Linked DNA regions of Macaca mulatta: region 2 is linked to region 1. The links are chromatin contacts, called in public Hi-C maps. All regions are on one chromosome and are shown on one strand. Each heading gives the region's core, a stretch centred on a gene start, on an enhancer-like site or on the middle of the called end of the contact. The rest is flanking DNA. Distances are from core to core; before and after follow the strand shown. Region 1 holds the start of KLF2 (KLF transcription factor 2). Region 2 overlaps EPS15L1 (epidermal growth factor receptor pathway substrate 15 like 1).

What was found. Hi-C and Micro-C count contacts between places; a contact is called where the count stands out from the background.
Region 2: a contact with region 1 is called in a Hi-C map of blood, with 5 times the contacts expected there. The contact joins the enhancer-like site here to the promoter of KLF2 in region 1. A contact is called at or near these places in 4 of 14 Hi-C or Micro-C datasets (CD4 T cells, blood, cortical neurons and 1 more).

The regions. Positions count from the first base shown.
Region 1 is chr19:16,806,716-16,809,415 of T2T-MMU8v2.0, forward strand. KLF2 (KLF transcription factor 2) reads left to right here and starts at 1,406. Exons shown (of 3, transcript XM_028838941.2): 1 at 1,406-1,579; 2 at 1,813-2,629. The coding sequence starts at 1,505.
Region 2 is chr19:16,855,551-16,858,250 of T2T-MMU8v2.0, forward strand. The region is part of intron 21 of EPS15L1 (epidermal growth factor receptor pathway substrate 15 like 1); the gene reads right to left. Among named protein-coding and RNA genes, the nearest start is that of KLF2, 49 kb to the left of the region's middle. Within about 2 kb of position 1,396, at least 9 of the 40 cell types and tissues checked have an H3K27ac peak or open chromatin away from gene starts, as enhancers often do. A contact at or near this core is called in CD4 T cells and blood, where this site is marked.

The DNA.
Region 1 (2,700 bases), core at 156-2,655:
GTCATCACCGGTCATTCTGAGTTACTTAATTCGCTTATGCAAGTTGGTAAAGGAACCCAGCCTGCCTGTGCCTGCTGGACCTCCAACTTCTCCCAGCCACCTCTGCCTCAGTTTCCCTGCACTTGACGGGCTTGAGGTTGGGGAGGAGGGGGTGGGTGTCTCAAATGTCAAAGATTTAACGTGTCTTGATGTTGCCACACAACAGTTTTGTTTTGTTTGTTTTCTTGAGTCTCCTCTATCACCCAGGCTGGAGTGCAGTGGTGTGATCATAGCTCACTGCAGCCTCGACCTCCTGGGCTCAAGCAATCCTCCCATCTCAGCCTCCCACTACACCCAGCTAATTTTTTTTTTTTTTTTTTTTTTTTTTTTTTGAGACGGAGTCTGGCTCTGTCGCCCAGGCTGGAGTACAGTGGCCGGATCTCAGCTCACTGCAAGCTCCGCCCCCCGGGTTTACGCCATTCTCCTGCCTCAGCCTCCCGAGTAGCTGGGACTACAGGCGCCCGCCGCCTCGCCCGGCTAGTTTTTTGTATTTTTTAGTAGAGACGGGGTTTCACCGTGTTCGCCAGGATGGTCTCGATCTCCTGACCTAGTGATCCGCCCGTCTCGGCCTCCCAAAGTGCTGGGATTACAGGCTTGAGCCACCGCGCCCGGCCTAATTTTTTTTTTTAAGAGATGGGGGCCACTGTGTTACCCAGGCTGGTCTTGAACTCCTGGTCTCGAGTGATCCTCCTGTCTCAGCCTCCCAAAGTGGTGGGATTACAGTGTGAGCCACTGCACCTGGTCTACACAAGGTGGTTTTTTTTTTTGTTGTTTTTTGTTTTTAACAGGGTGATGTGCACACGGTGGCGCCCTCTGGGTGGTCCCACAACAGACGAGGGGCCCAGCCTCACCCATCCATGAATCCTGGAGACTCCAGGCTTCCCATCCACCCAGGGTTCTGCGGACCTCTGAAGCTAGAGCCAATCTCCCCTTCCGTCAAGGGATCCGGGGAGGCCGCCAAGCCCGGTGCTCCCCTGAGTTTCCGAGAGGCCCCGACACCGCCCCCGCTCCAGGTCCCCGGGATGCTCGCGCAGGCGGGAGCCCGGGGCGCCCGGGGGATCCCTGGGCGTCACGCCGCTGTTGTGGAGCGCGTGTTGACAACGTCGCCGGGGAGACCGGCGGGGGCGGGGCCCGGGCAGGGGGAGGCGCGGCCCTGGCTGCGCGCGAGGGGCCGGGCTGTCAGCGCAGGGCCCGGGCCGCCGCAGTGGCCACGGCCGCCGCCGCCCGCCGGCTTATATACCGCGGCTAAATTTAGGCTGCGCCCGGAGCTCGTCCCCATCCGGGACGCGTTTCCGCCGCCGCCGCTTTGGCCCGGCCCCCGCGCGCGCCGCGCCTATAAGGCTTGGGGCGGGCCCGGCCGCGGCCCACAGAGCCGTCCCCGCCCGCCCGCGCCCCGACCAGCCCGGCCTCGGGCAGCCACTCACCGGTGTCCCCCGTCCGCGTCCTTCCTCCCCGGGTCCCAGCCATGGCGCTGAGTGAACCCATCCTGCCGTCCTTCTCCACTTTCGCCAGCCCGTGCCGCGAGCGCGGCCTGCAGGAGGTGAGGGCGGCGGGGACGGCGGGGCGGCCGGGACCGTGGGCGGCGGGCTCGGGGTAGTAGAACGTGGGCTGCGGGGTGACAGGACGCGAAGGCGGTGACTGCAGACTCAGGAGAGGAGAATGCGGGCCACGGGGATCGCGGACTCAGGGTGGTAGAAGGCGGGCAGCGGGGGCGGCAGGCAGCGCCCCCCGAGTCCCGCCGCCCGCTCACGCCCATTGCCCTGTCGCCCGCAGCGCTGGCCGCGCGCCGAGCCCGAGCCCGGCGGCACCGACGACGACCTCAACAGCGTGCTGGACTTCATCCTGTCCATGGGGCTGGACGGCCTGGGCGCCGAGGCCGCCCCGGAGCCGCCGCCGCCGCCGCCGCCGCCGCCTGCGTTCTACTACCCCGAACCCGGCGCGCCCCCGCCCTACAGTGCCCCCGCGGGTGGCCTGGTGTCTGAGCTGCTGCGACCCGAGCTGGACGCGCCGCCGGGGCCCGCACTGCACGGCCGCTTTCTGCTGGCGCCGCCCGGCCGCCTGGTCAAGGCCGAGCCCCCTGAAGCGGACGGCGGCGGCTACGGCTGCGCTCCCGGGCTGACCCGTGGACCGCGCGGCCTCAAGCGCGAGGGCGCCCCGGGACCGGCGGCTTCGTGCATGCGAGGTCCCGGGGGTCGCCCCCCGCCGCCGCCCGACACCCCGCCGCTCAGCCCCGACGGCCCCGCGCGCCTGCCCGCGCCTGGCCCGCGCGCCTCCTTCCCGCCGCCCTTCGGTGGCCCTAGCTTCGGCGCGCCTGGGCCCGGCCTGCATTACGCGCCGCCTGCGCCCCCAGCCTTCGGTCTCTTTGACGACGCGGCCGCCGCCGTGGCAGCCCTGGGCCTGGCGCCCCCCGCCGCCCGCGGTCTCCTCACGCCACCTGCGTCCCCACTGGAGCTGCTGGAGGCCAAGCCAAAGCGCGGCCGTCGCTCCTGGCCCCGCAAACGCACCGCCACTCACACCTGCAGCTACGCAGGCTGCGGCAAGACCTACACCAAGAGTTCGCATTTGAAGGCGCATCTGCGCACGCACACAGGTGGGCGGCACGCACGGGCAGGCAGCGCCAGCTGGGGGACGCGCGAGGAGGGGTCTGATTCCCAGCGCGCG
Region 2 (2,700 bases), core at 146-2,645, 49 kb after region 1:
TTCACCCCGCCAGAAAAGCAGGGAGGCGGTGCCCAGAGCTGCAACCGGAGCCCCCTTCTGAGGCATCTGCCCCGGCCCTCACCTCCCTCAGGTGGAGCCTCCGCCAAGCAAGGGGTTGAGGTGTCCTGAAGGCAGGTATACCCGATGTCCCCAGGGCGACGGCTCCCATCTGTTCACACTTATACTCAGATGCTGGGGTGGGAGCCCAACCCCTCTAGGCTTGCACCCCATCCCACAGCCCCCCAGGCCCCAGCATTTGCACCCCACTGAACGCCAGATGATAATCAAGTCACACAACACTCCCTGGATCCGCCTCTGGGTACAGTGTGCCCAGGTAGGCAAATGCTTCTATTTTCAAACTCAGTGGTCTTTACAGAACAGAAAGTGCTCCAAACGGCAATCTGCCTGCAGTCAGTTCAAACATACAAGGCTGACATTCCTCCCTCTCAGAATGGGACCGTTCCTTGGCACTGACAGCGGGTCTCACCCAGCCCTAGGACAGACTTTCCAGAGGGCTCAGAGGGAAGCTCCGAAGCTTCCTTGACCACAGCAGTGCTGGGGGATGGGGGCGTGGGCAGGAAAGAGGGACTCCGCCTGGTTGGTCGTTTTAGGCTCCTTGGGACCCCCTCCCCACCCTGGCTGGCGGGCAAGTGCCAGAATTTTCCAGGCCCCTTGAGATGGTGGAACCACTTGTCCCATTGTAGAACTTCACATGTACCCACCGGATTATCTCTCTGAGATCATCGTGGGAACGGAATTAAAGTAGTTAAGTTCAAGGCTGAGGTGCTAACCGCAGGGTTCAAATGGAAATGCCATTTTTAAAGTGGATCTTGTGCAATCAACAAAAGGTTTTGGGACCCACATGGGCACATGACGGGGAGAGGTCACTGAGCCCTGGTTTCGATGTTGGCCTGGCGTTTCAGAGGCGCGGGAGAGCTGGCAGCACTTAGGACCTCAGGGCTTCCTCGGTGGCTGCATCCTGTGTGGCACTCCCCACAGGGAGGTCAAGAACCCACGGCCACCCTGGGTGGACGCCACACACAGGTACGGGAGGGGCTTGTTTTGCAAGGGGAAGAATGACTTTTGTCTTCTTTTGGTGAGACAGCTGTTCGAATCAAACAGGAGAGCCGCTGGTTAAACTGGATCTCATGTCACTTAGGTAAAAGCTGTTCGTTAGTGCAATTGTGGGGAGGGGGTGAAAAGACATCATGCTCATCACTATCACCTATGTGGCTTTGTTTAGGAGGTGAAAAGGTCATTAGCAGTAATAAAATGATCATTAAATTTGGGAGAGGTTAAAGGTGACTGGCTGGTTAGCGGTGGAAGTGCACTGGCTGGTGTCACCGGGCGCTACAGGCAGGAACCGCAACGCAGGGCTGCGCTGGCAGGAAGTGGCAAGGGTGGGGCCGGTCGCAGGATCCCACTATCGCAGCGGGGCTGAGGCCCAATCACTGACACCCACACAGCCGTTTCCTGCACTTAAAAAAAAAAATCTGTTTCTCTCTTTGCAAATCAACAACTTTTACCTAGAAACTCTTCAGCGGTGAGCTCTGACTGATCTTGATCTCCGGTCCGTTGCAGAAAATACACCATTGTTTACCTGGGGGAGGTGTGTGCCATGGCTAACTTTAACCTAACTCTAACTGACAGGTTTCGGCGGCCTGCCGGGTCTGTGCTGCATCTGCCTGAAAGAAACCAGTTTCTTCTGCCCAAAACAGACAGCTGCTGGTTATTTAATACCTTGATATACCTTTCTAGAAAAGACCTCCAGACAAGGAGAACTTAAGTGCCCACACCAAAGCTCCATGCATGCTGCAAGGGATGGCCCTTGGTGGTCCCCCAGAGTATGCTTTCTGGCTTAGATCAAGACAGAACTGAGTATGTGGCCTTGAGAGCAGATGGCCAACTGTGGGCTACTCAGGTGTATGCTGTGACCGGAACTCTCCCTTGAGGAACCTCTGCAGGTTCCCAGGTGGAGGGGTCCACCTGTGACTGTCCGGGTCAACATCTGTCTGCCTGTGCACCCACACCACATGTCGGCCACACCAAATGTCAATTTCACCACAACTGAGCTTTCAACAAAATTTAAAAAGCAGTTCCCACGGAATTTGAAAACTGCAGCCTCTAGAACACAAGAGACAGCACCAAAAGCCACACGTGACTCAGACCCAAACTCACATTTGGTCCTGTATGAGCAATGACCCACAGAGGACCCTGGAGCCCTCTTTGACGTTCAACTCCCTGCACGCTGACTTTTTTTAACGGAAAAGATTTCCACTAAACTGTGACCTCACAGGGAGAAAAGGGCCCCATTAATGACTCCCGGAATGTGTGCAGCCACCTCAGTTGCCCAGCCTGTCTCTCCTGGAAAAGGTGCCCATGGCAGAAGCTTGTGTCCCAGTCCCTGTGCCCCAGGGTGGCGATGGGGGCTACAGACCACACACGGCACATCACCATGCAAGGTGCTTCACCCACACACCCACCTGCTAGGCCTGAGTGGATCCCATGGTCGGGCAGGAAAACTGGGGCTCAGGGAGGTTAAGTGACCCACCTGGGGCCTCCCTTTCCTCCAACGTCCAGAAACCAGCCTGATCAAGCAGTCCGCTGGATTCTAGCAGGACTGGCCGCCCAGAGGACAGAAGGAAGCGGCCTCAGTTCTCCTGTCCTGGCCTCACACGTCAGCCATTTCCTGGTACAGAG